4 separate regions of the Mus musculus genome follow, and all the other regions are linked to region 3. The links are chromatin contacts, called in public promoter capture Hi-C maps. All regions are on one chromosome and are shown on one strand. The core of a region is the stretch at or near the end of the contact, and the rest is flanking DNA. Distances in the headings are between cores, read along the strand shown. Region 1 holds the start of Nuak2 (NUAK family, SNF1-like kinase, 2). Region 2 holds the start of Dstyk (dual serine/threonine and tyrosine protein kinase). Region 3 holds the start of Mdm4 (transformed mouse 3T3 cell double minute 4). Region 4 holds the start of Tmcc2 (transmembrane and coiled-coil domains 2).

Evidence for each region. Capture Hi-C pulls out chosen DNA fragments and counts their contacts.
Region 1: a promoter capture Hi-C map of adipose tissue shows a contact between it and region 3. The contact joins the promoter of Nuak2 here to the promoter of Mdm4 in region 3. A contact is called at or near these places in 1 of 115 datasets of contacts at active chromatin or transcription factors (pancreatic cancer cells) and 1 of 9 other capture datasets (adipose tissue).
Region 2: a promoter capture Hi-C map of adipose tissue shows a contact between it and region 3. The contact joins the promoter of Dstyk here to the promoter of Mdm4 in region 3. A contact is called at or near these places in 1 of 39 promoter capture datasets (cranial neural crest), 1 of 115 datasets of contacts at active chromatin or transcription factors (astrocytes) and 1 of 9 other capture datasets (adipose tissue).
Region 4: a contact with region 3 is called in a promoter capture Hi-C map of adipose tissue. The contact joins the promoter of Tmcc2 here to the promoter of Mdm4 in region 3.

Annotation. Positions count from the first base shown.
Region 1 is chr1:132,314,764-132,317,463 of GRCm38.p6, reverse strand. Nuak2 (NUAK family, SNF1-like kinase, 2) reads right to left here and starts at 1,339. Exons shown (of 7, transcript NM_028778.4): 1 at 992-1,339. The coding sequence starts at 1,234.
Region 2 is chr1:132,416,031-132,418,730 of GRCm38.p6, reverse strand. Dstyk (dual serine/threonine and tyrosine protein kinase) reads right to left here and starts at 1,278. Exons shown (of 13, transcript NM_172516.4): 1 at 861-1,278. The coding sequence starts at 1,125.
Region 3 is chr1:133,024,121-133,026,820 of GRCm38.p6, reverse strand. Mdm4 (transformed mouse 3T3 cell double minute 4) reads left to right here and starts at 1,405. Exons shown (of 11, transcript NM_001302801.1): 1 at 1,405-1,573. It overlaps Gm41953 (a long non-coding RNA gene), which reads right to left and starts at 88. Exons shown (of 3, transcript XR_878532.1): 1 at 1-88. It also overlaps the pseudogene Gm29257.
Region 4 is chr1:132,390,001-132,392,700 of GRCm38.p6, reverse strand. It overlaps Tmcc2 (transmembrane and coiled-coil domains 2), which reads left to right and starts at 1,315. Exons shown (of 5, transcript NM_178874.3): 1 at 1,315-1,724. The coding sequence starts at 1,518.

The DNA.
Region 1 (2,700 bases), core at 90-2,589, 710 kb after region 3:
TCACCAATGAAATGACTTCTTGAATTTCAAACCAGCTACTGGCTGCAAAAGCAAACAATTAGGGGAGGGGACCATTCCCATAGTCAATAGGGCAAATGATGGCTGTACATACACACCCCCTTACAAACAGCATCCACTGGACCTGCCAAATGTTCTCCCTAAACCACCTGCTCTGAGCCTTGCGAAAATGTGAATTATAGACCTTTTATAAAATAGTTCCCTTGGTGGAAAATGAGAGACTGCACATTTTAAACAAGTAGCCAGCTAATACTCAGGCCCACTGAACTAGAGTGGAAGAAACATTGTTGTGTAACTTTTGGTAAATTTGCTGTCCTTCCAAGGGGAGGTTTCCAGATAGGAGTATTCATTCTCAACACAGGATCTGTGATCAGGGCTCAAGTGCATTCACATTTATATCTTATTTTTTCCAAGCAGCTTGTGAGACAGGCTGTGTTCTCTCTATTTTTGCAGAAGGGGAAACAGAAAACAGAGATGGAGGAACTTGCTCAGAGTTACGGATTATTATTACGATTACACATGCGTAAATCAAAAGGGCAAGTTCCCCAAAGGCCTCACATCCAAAGATGTGGCTGGAGTGCTGGGAGTGGACCTGACATTTGGGCCTGCTTTTACATTTCCCAGAATAAAAACCTATCCCAACCAAACTTAGCTTCATTTCGGCTGGAAAGGCCCCAAAGTGTCAAGTCAGAGTTAAAGATCTCCACACCTCATCCATCTACTAAGAACTGGTGCTTTCAACTTCCTCCTTCCATTCTACTCTGTTGACGTTTGTTCCCGTCAAAATTCAAGTTAAGCTCCGTCTTCTCAAACTACAGGCATCTAGTGAAGCTAAGGTTCAGGACAGATGAGCACTGTCCTGAAAACCACGGACAGACACATCTAAAATGCGCGCGCCTGGCAACGCAGCCGAGGACACCGCAAGGGACGCGCTGTGAGCTCCCGAGAGCCGGGAGCCGCGAGGGACACTCACCAGACGCCCCGAGCTCTCTCGTGCCTTCTTCACCTTCCCGTAGGTGCCCTTGCCCAGCGTCTCCAGGAACTCGTAGCGGTGCCGCAGGTTGTGTTTGTGATGGTGCCGCTTCACCGCCTGCTTCTTCATCAGAGGTTTAGGCGACTTGATGAGCCCGTCCGCCAGCGGCCGGGCGCTCTCCGAGGCCAGGGCGGAGGCCGAGGGAGCCTGGCTCGGGCGCTGGAGTAAGGCCACCGACTCCATGGTGCGGGGACCGCGAGGTGGAGTGGGTCGGGCAGCAGTAGCAGCGCGCGCTGAGCCGCGGGCTCAGAGGTCACAGCCGCACCCGAGCACGCTAGAAAGCCCCGCGTTCCGAATTGCTATAAAACGTTTCGAGGGGGAATGTCCTGACCACGCCCCTGCGTCCCATTGGCCGACTTGCCGGCGGCTCGTGACCAAAACCTCTCGCATTGGTTCACCCTCTCCTGCCCCGTTCCTCCCCTTGGCTAGGCGCGGAAAGGTGTGAATGGGGCCCCGCCCACTTGGACCCGAGGCCCAGGAATGCGAGAATGGAGGCAGAGCCGAATTAATACCGAAGTGCCAGTCTTTAGGATTGAAGGCTCTCTGAATTGCTTTAGTCTCTGAATGACGCCAACCTTGTGCTATTGTGCTGTGTTCTCGGTTGGCAAGGGACAATCTAAGGGCACTAGAAAGTCCCGAAGTATTTCTCCACATGCAGTAAATTGTTTCTTCCAAGCTCAAAATCTGAAAAGCCTTTTGATAACTTCTTGAGGTCCATAAAGGAGAAAGTGAATAGGGAGATGGAATGGGTTGGAGACTGACGCCAGCTAAGCACTGGTAGAGAGCTGTCCTGACTCCATGTTCACTCTGCTTGGATTCCACCAACCTTAATTGGATTCTGGAATCCAACAGGCCTGGGAAATCCTTACTTTGTAGGGTTGCGTGGATTCCCTCAAGATGTGGTGGCCTTGTGGATCTCCATAAATTGTGAAAAAAGCACATCACATTCCAAGGACTTACATCCACGAGCTCCTAAATCTGTAAGGAGTGTCTTGGTCCCAGGGTTTCCTCCCAGTGGATTTTTTTTTTTTTTCAAAAGAGCAGGAGGTTGGGCATAAGATTTGGCTGCATTTAAGGGGCCTGGAAGGCTATGTCCAGACCCCCCTTTCCGATGTAGAAAGTGAGTTTACTTCTGCCACACAGCTGGCAAGAAAGCCTGGAATTCAGATACTGGCCTATAGGGAAAGAGTACAGGACAAGAGGACTTCCCTAATTCTAGCTATTCCGGGCAGGCATCCCTCCCTCATCTGCAGGACCTCATCTCTAGCTGTATCTTTAGGACTTGGCAGAGGATCAAAGAGGACTACGTCCTCAATTATCAAATTAAAAAAAAAACTACTCTCTGCCCATTTTCCTACTTCTGTTTGCCCTTTGAATCTTTTCAGAGGGAATAACTGGTATCTCCTTGTCTTGGAGCTCTCTGTAGCCAGAGACCATCCACCGGGAATCAGCCTTCTCTAAGTTCGGACGGTCCATGGAAACTGTATAGCTAGTTTAGTGCCCTATCTTCTGCCAGCTTGCCTCTCCACTCTGAGTAGTCTGTGAAAATAGAAAAGGCTCAACCAGTCTGCTCTCTGTGCGCCCTGTCTGTCAGTTCCTGGGGTCTGTCCAGGCAGAGTAGGACAATGAAAAGCATGTGTCAGAGGAGC
Region 2 (2,700 bases), core at 29-2,528, 610 kb after region 3:
ACTCCTGAGGTTATTTTAATCTACACTGCAGCTCGAGAATCACTAAAGGCAAACCAAGGACATACCTGCTGTTAGGTTGTGCCCCGTCTACCTACCCACATGGAAAGTCAGTGGCTTCTCTCATCAACTTCCTAAGGAGAAGGTGGTAAAAGTTAAACCCTCTAGTTCCCCACCAATTGCAGTTCAAGGAGGATCAAAGATCTTGCAGTATTTAAAGTGATCTGAGGCCTCTGATACATCCCGAGGGGTTGGAGGAGAGGGGGGAATCAAGTCAAGAAGGGCAAGTTTTTCAAGGGCTCAGGGCCGCCCCACTCCACTCCACTCCCAACAACAACAATAACAACAACAAAAACAACAACAAAACATTTCTTAACTCCTTCACCATAAGTAACATCTCTGACCAATTAATTTCTAACACCCATTAAATATCCTTTTCTTTGGCAACTCCAAATCCTATTTAGAGGACATCTTCGCAGGGCTGCCTCTTGACTGGATTGCAAGCACTTTACACACCCAAACCCCGCGCGCTCACACACTCACATACCAGTGCAGTCCGAAGGCGCCCAGAGACTTCAGAAACACCCAACCTAACACCTAACCGGGGACTCGGTCCCCATACCAAGCACCCCAATTCAAAGCAACTTTCTCACCTCTCCGCTTAGCCTTTTCGAATTCTGCCTCCCGGTCTCGAGCCCTTGCCACCTCTCCCCAGGGTATCCTCCCACCTCATCTAAGATCCCCGAGGCCCAGGCCTCGCGCCGCCCCGCGGCCCTCTCCTACTGGCCGCCTCCTCCTGGAGTTGTTTTGCTGACGGAGATGCCACCCTCCGATTTTCCTCTCTCCATCGGGCCTGTCCTTACCCGCCGGCAGCGGGGCTTCGGCGACGTCGCCGGCAGGGCCAAGCTCGGCCGCTCCGCCGCCCGCGGGGGAGGAGGGACAACTGTGGCTGTGGGAGCACTTGATGTCGCGGAAGAACTTCTGGGTCTCTCGCAGGTTCTGCCGCAGCCGTCCCAGGTAGCGGCGGTAGCGGCTGAAGCCCCGGCACAGCTCGCGGATCATTCCGCCGCCTCCGGGACCCGGGCCCGACACGGACTCGCCGGCCCATGACTGCCCGTCGGCCTCCATCGCTCAGCCAGCTGTCTTCGCGGCTGGCTGAGCCGCTGGCCCGGCCCCCTCCTCCCGCCCCCTAGCGCTCAGAGAAGGCGGAATCCGCCTCCCGACGCCCCTGCCGGCGCTCCGCGCGGCCTCCAGCCTCCGTCACTGCCGCGGCTGAGCAGCCAGAGCGCCTGGCTCCGGCCAGAACCTTACTCCGCTCCCCAGCGGAGCCAGGGACGAGCTCACAGAGGCACCGTCGCTGCGCGGGCTCCTGGGACTTGTAGTCTGGGCTGGGTGGAATGCCACAACGCCCACAGGGAAGCAAGCTAGCGGGTGGACCCTACTGATCCCTGTGCTTACACTCTTCTCGTTTAAAAGGTGTTCTTGCACTGTACACGAATTCCTAAGGAAAGGCAGAACCCGCAGAGTATGAACCCCGGCAGAAATGGGGTACCTCAAATCTAGGAGAAAGAAAGATTTTAATAAGTAGAAGGAAATAAGGCCGAGGACAAAATATGTCTGTGGTTACCCCAAATGGTTACAACAGATAATAGAGAATTGGTTGAAAATACCCGGAGAATAGTGAAAACTCTACTGTTTGTGTTACAGTCTACTTTTTCTTTTCTTTTCTTTCTTTCTTTCTTTCTTTCTTTCTTTTTTTTTTTTCCTGCTCTAGATGTGGAAAGGGGGTAGGGGTGTGAAAGGGTGGGTGAGACCTAAGAGAAAGGACAGTTGATTTCTTGTACAGTCGGCAGGGGTAAGGGGAAGTTGAAGTTAGTAGCCTTCTAAACTGATTATCTTAACAAGGCTTCTGTCAGTGTGCCAGACTTCCATCGACGCAGACTGTCACGGACTCCATGACACACAAGCCACAAACGGGACAGAACTTGACACCAGTCACCTCTTCACCTGATTGAACTTTGAGTAACTTGGGCTCAATGTGAAATGTGAAGGCTTTAACCTGTAACTTGTTGCACTTTTTAAAAGATCACGCATTCAAATGAGCCTGCACTTTAAGGTAGGCTAGCTGCAAAAAAGGAGCCCTGTGTTCCTTCCCATTTACGCCTCCCTTTGCACATTCTGGCCATTTCTCTTCTTTGCAAAGTTGTATTCCCCTTGCTTTCCAAAAGGCTTGGTAAAACAGAAGTGAGAACACAAATGGAAATTAAAAAAAAAAAAAAGGTTGATAGTGTAAGAGCACTATTTAAAAATAGAACATGGGCTGGGTGTGGTGGTGTATGCCTTTAGACTCAGTACTCTGGAAGCAGAGGCGTGAAGGTCTCTGTGAGTTCAAAGCCAGCCTGATCAACAGAGTGTGTTCCAGAATGGACAAGGCTACATACATAGTGAGACCCTGTCTCTATTCTAACAAAGCAATGCAGGATGAGTCATCACAAAGATTTCTAGTTAGGGGATCAGTGGAGAGAAACCTTAGGTTGGAGGAAGAATCTATCTGCATGAGATACACATGGGAAGACACAATTGTAATCCCATCGCTCAGGAGCCCAAGGAAGGGTAATCCCAAGGGTATGGCCACCCTAAGCTACATAACTAGACCTCATTTCGACATCACAAAACTAGTCTTTATTAGTACTTTATATTTTA
Region 3 (2,700 bases), core at 156-2,655:
TAAGAATGCATCTGTAGCCGGGTGTGGTGGCGCACGCCTTTTAATAATCCCAGCACTCCGGAGGCAGAGGCAGGCAGATTTCTGAGTTCAAGGCCAGCCTGGTCTACAAAGTGAGTTCCAAGACAGCCAGGGCTACACCCTGTCTCAAAAAACATCTCTTTCTGGGATCCACATCTTAACACAAATTCTTGTCCAGAAAATAACGACCAGGGAGTAAGCTGGCTCATTGACATGTCAAAAAAAAGAAAAGTAGTCAAAGGATCAGGAAGGGTTAGCTTGTAGGGAAATGAGAAGACTAGAGATGGGATATGGAAGTTGTCTTTTTTTTTTTTTTTTTTTTTAATAGAACAGCAGACACCTTTATTACACTACGCATGAGGCTCATTTGCCTTTCCGGGCTTTGATCTTCCGCAGATAGAACTCCAGCTCCTTGCCTTCGAGCACATAGCCGTCTGCTCTGCCACACTGGCCTGGTCGTGAGGCAATACAGGCGAGAAGCTTGCCCTGCTGGAGCTGCTCCTCCAGGAGGCTGCTGATTTTGGCATTCTTTTTCCTTTCCTCATATTTCTTTTGAATTTTCTTTGATCGTTTTTTGTTTAAAATCTCTTCCTCCTCAGGAGTCAGCTTGGCCCCCTTCTTGCGGCCCAGGGGCAGTGCATAGTGGGACTCGTACCACTGTCGGTACAGCGTGCTGTCAATAAGCACGATGCAGTTCTTCACTAGGGTCTTGGTGCGGACAAGCTCGTTGTTGGATGCATTGTAGACAACATCAATGATCCTTGTTTTGCGAGTACAACACTCAGCGCCCCAGGAAAAGTTCCCCACATCCAATCTCAGGGCACGGTACTTCTTATTGCCTCCTCGAATTTGGACTGTGTGTATGCGGCGAGGGCCAATCTTCGTGTTGGCAGCGGGCCGTCCCAGCTCATACTTTCGCTTCTTGTGGCAGGGTTTTCGCTTAACCCCCCCCCCCCCCCCCCCCGGTCTTGCGGCGCTTTTTTTCGATCGAGACAGGGTTTCTCTGTATAGCTCTGGCTGTCCTGGAACTCACTTTGTAGACCAGGCTGGCCTCGAACTCAGAAATCCGCCTGCCTCTGCCTCCCAAGTGCTGGGATCAAAAGCGTGCGCCACCACGACCAGCCTCTATTTTCTTTCAAAACCTCTTTATGCAAGCAAGGTATGCTGTGGCAAGCCTTAAATCTCAGCACTCGGGAGGCAGTCTGGTTTACATAGTGAATTCCAGGACAGCTAGAGCTACACAGAGAATCCCTGACTCAATAGTAAAATAAAATAGAAAACTATCTCTGTCTGACCTCGGAGGTCCGGAGGCTCTCTTCCCGGACTAGTGTGTACTCAATGGTAGATTCTTCAGCCTTTCTAGCTCTCTAGTCCTCCAGGGTCCGCTCTATGGTTCCCCCGGCCTCCCCGGAAGCTCTTGCGAACGCTGGGTTTGAGAGGCCGGAAGTGGTGCTGCCGTTGCTCGCAGTTTCAAAATGCAGTGCAGGCCTTAGGGTCTCCGGCTGCCACCCCTCCCCCAGCTAGGAGGGGGAGCGACTCATGGAGCGGCCGTAAGGTGTGGTGTTGGGGTCTGGCCCGCGGGGGGCCGGGGGAGCGGACAGAAGGTCCGGAGGCTTCGGAGCTAGGAACCGGGCGGGAGGAGCCTGGGGCGCGGAGGGCGGCGTGGGCCGCGGGGCCGTGGAAGGGGCTGTGGGGGAAGGGTGGCGCTTCGACCCCGGGGTGGAGGAAAATGGAGTGTGGTGAAACGGAGTCCACAGTTAACAGACTGAAAGCGAAGTGAAGGGGTTGATCTTTTATTTGCTCTTCCACTTTGCGGGGTGGGTGAGGCACTTTGAAGGAAAGGAGTCGTAGAGAGAGACCTGGAGAGTGTCATTGGCGTGACTTAAGATTTAAATAATTTCTAGGGCTGCAAATTGTCTGCTTTAGTGTGTGAAAGATACTTGTTTGCGGTCTTCATACGGACCTGGGGCATTTAAAAAATTAAAAAAATATTCTTCACGAATATGTTGTGTTATTATTATTGAGACAGAATCTCATTATTATTATTATTATTATTATTATTATTATTATGACAGAATCTCACTGTGGCCGGCCCTGGCTAACCCGGAGCTTGCTGTATAGACTAGGCTGACCTCAAATTCACAGTCATCTGCCCCTGCCTCCAAAACAGCCTGCTCCTCTACCTCACCGGGACCACGAATATGAACTTTAATTAGCACACCACCCAACGATGCTTGTACATCCCCAGATTTTGACACCACTCTTATTATGACACATCTGGATAAAACAATGCCTGTCTTGTCCTACTCAAGAAAGGTCTTTGTGGATTAGGAACCTCTACCTAATGACAGGCACGACATGTGTCAAAGATATTTGAAACGTTTAATAATGCTGTCAGTTGCTGCATATCCAAGTTTAGTCTCCTCCTTCATACATTTCTGCTAGGAAAAAAGTTTGTTTAGGTCCAAAGTATTACTTTCAGTATTCTTTTACTGTACTGGTCAAGACCACAAACAACTCCTGTTTCGTTTTTTTTAATTAGCTATTTTCTTTATTTACCTTTCCTAGTTTCCTCTCCGAAAATCCCCTATCCTCTCTCCCTCCCTCTGCTCACTAGTCCACCCACTCCCGCTTCCTGGCCCTGGCATTCCCCTATACTGGGGCAAAGAACCTTCACAGGAC
Region 4 (2,700 bases), core at 66-2,565, 630 kb after region 3:
GGGAGGCGCAGCCTTTTACAGTAGCCCAGGCCTGTGTTTCTCAGATGTTACCTTGTGTGAGAATTACCCGACGGGCTTGTGAAACATGGATCTTTGGGTCCATGACTTCTGATTTAGTTGTATCCAGGAATTCGTATTTCTGTCTGGTTCCCTGGTGGTGGTGATGATGATGATGACTACGATGGTGATGATGCAGGGTCCAGTCTATGCCTTAAGAACTACTGGATGCTGAATAAGGGCAACCCATCCATGCCAAAGAAGGCATACAGTTTGCAGAACGAATAGGAATTAATAGAGTAGAATACTACTACTCTCCATTTTTTGGTAGCTCCATCTGCTCTCATCTTCCAAACTGCTTAGCAATAGTATGGGGCAAATGTAACATTCTTTTTCCAGTCTTCAGTACATATCATTAATACCTACCATTAATACCCATTCCTTTTAAAAAGCTGCTTCTGGTGAGCATGTATTTGGGCACTGAGTTTCTAAACATAAAGCCTGCGTTCTTATGAGATGTGTATTTAAAACAGAGAAAGAGGGGATGTAGCAGAACAGTCCCTCTCCTTTGCTTTTGTAGCTATGAAGGTAGGCATGGGTTTGCGACCCAAACCACCTATTCTAGAAGGGACTAGCTTGTCTCTAACTGAAGGGATGCATATAATATAAGGTGCAGAGTTAGGGGAGTGATGATAAACACTTAATGTGTCCCCCAACAAAGCGAATGGGCGGGGTGATCGTGAAGGCCTAGCCTGGGAGAGGTGGCTCCAAAGCCGGCACAGAGCTGAGCTCCAACACAGCCTCAGCCCTCCAGACCCTCCCGGGGGACGCGCGGTGCAACCAAGCCTACAGCGGTGTCCGCGCGCCGTTGCGCAGCCCTCCGGCCTTCCCATTGGCGGGCGGCGCCATCTGCGCTCGCCTCGCCCTGGCGCTGGCGGGCGGAGGCCCGGGCGGGGTAGGCCGCGCTCGCGGCGGGCTGTGGCCGCAGCCTTGCGCGGCTGCTGACGAGGAGCGGGGCGCGGGGCGGGAGGAGGCAGGCCCATGCGGGGCGGCGGCGGGCGGCGGGCGGCGGCGGGGCCGGGTGCCCAGGGCGGCCCTATGGGACCCGCCCGGCCGGCTCCCGCGTGCCCTGCCTGGCCCAGCAGTCCGGCCTGCGGGCGGGGATGCGCGGTGTGGTCCAGCTCCCCGCCGCCCTGCGGGGCCCTGAGGCAGAAAGTTTGGGGGTCGGGAGCGGCCCCCCTCCCGCGCCAGTGACTGCCTAAGGACCGCTGCAGCCCGGCTTCGCCCGCGACCTGCCTCCGCTCCCCAGGTCGGAATGAACTATCCTAAGGCTCCCCCTCTTCGCCCCTCCCTCATCCTCCTTTAAAAAGATAATTTCTTAAATTCAAGAACTCGTGATCTGCCTACTCCCCTCGTCCATAATTTAAACCCCAGGTCTTTTGAGTGCAAGAGGGGGGTGCGGTCTCTCCCCAAGATAGCACGCTAGAAGGACAGATTCCCCTTGCCGACCCACTTACACCATGAAGAGGTGCAAATCGGACGAGCTGCAGCAACAGCAGGGCGAGGAGGATGGGGCTGGGATGGAAGACGCTGCTTGCCTTCTGCCAGGCGCGGACCTCCGGCATGGGGAGGCCTCGAGTGCTAACTCCGCTGGCGGGCCAACTTCAGATGCTGGCGCTGCGGTGGCACCCAACCCGGGTCCCCGAAGCAAGCCTCCTGATTTAAAGGTGAGCGCAGACCGTCTCCAGGCAAGCCCAGCCCGCCACGTAGCTTCCCCCACCCCTCGCAGAAGTGTCTTAACCGAATAAAAGTGATGGGGAAGCTCGCAAAGGTCAGAGAGGATGAATGATGTTCGGCTAGGTTCGGAGGGGGAAGCTAGGCACCATTTGTTCCTGTCTATCAGCTCCATCTCAGTCCTCTGTGTTCTTCATTATTCAGCAAACGTTCTAATGACTCACTCATCTGAGATTGTTTGAAGAACGTGTGTGAAACCCTATTTTGCAGACAAAGGGCTGGCGAGATCTAAGATGCTAACTTAGAAAGTTCACAGTACTCTCCCTTCTGTAGGAAGGCTAGAGAAGAAGATTGTAGCTTGGGAAGCTAAATAGGTGACCGTTACCTTCCTATGCCAATTAGCCTCCTCCGAGTGCGGATTTTTTTTTTTTTTTTTTTTTTTGAGCATCTTCCTGAACGAAGCTCAGTTTGTCCATCTATGAAAGGGGGGTGTAGATGTCTTGCCGTTAGGTGGAGCCAGAGGTTAAGCTAGTGCTTGGAGATCCCTCTCTGCCTCCTGAACCAACCCCCAGGGTGGAGAACTGACAGGTGGCAGGGCAGAGCCTGGGCTGATTGGGGCCTCGGTTCAAGTTGCACACATGCTGAGCCGGCAGCTAGAACCAGAATTGGAAAGGACCGTTCACATGGAGCTGTTTATTTTCCAGCCCGAGGTCTTCCAGACTATTGGCGAGCTGTATTGAATACATCTCTGTATCAATTACAGCAGCAGCCAGGATAAATAATGCGCCTTTGCTGGAGTTACCATCGGGACTGCCAGCTCAGGCTCCTTAGGCCAGCTCACAACTGGGCTGAGAGAGATGTCAGCTCCCGGAAGGAACTTAAATGCCTTGGGGATTGATGCCTTGGAAATTTTCTCCGGAAAGGGTGCAGGGTCTGGGATAGGGGAGCAGAAAGGCCTCCCGTTAGGTT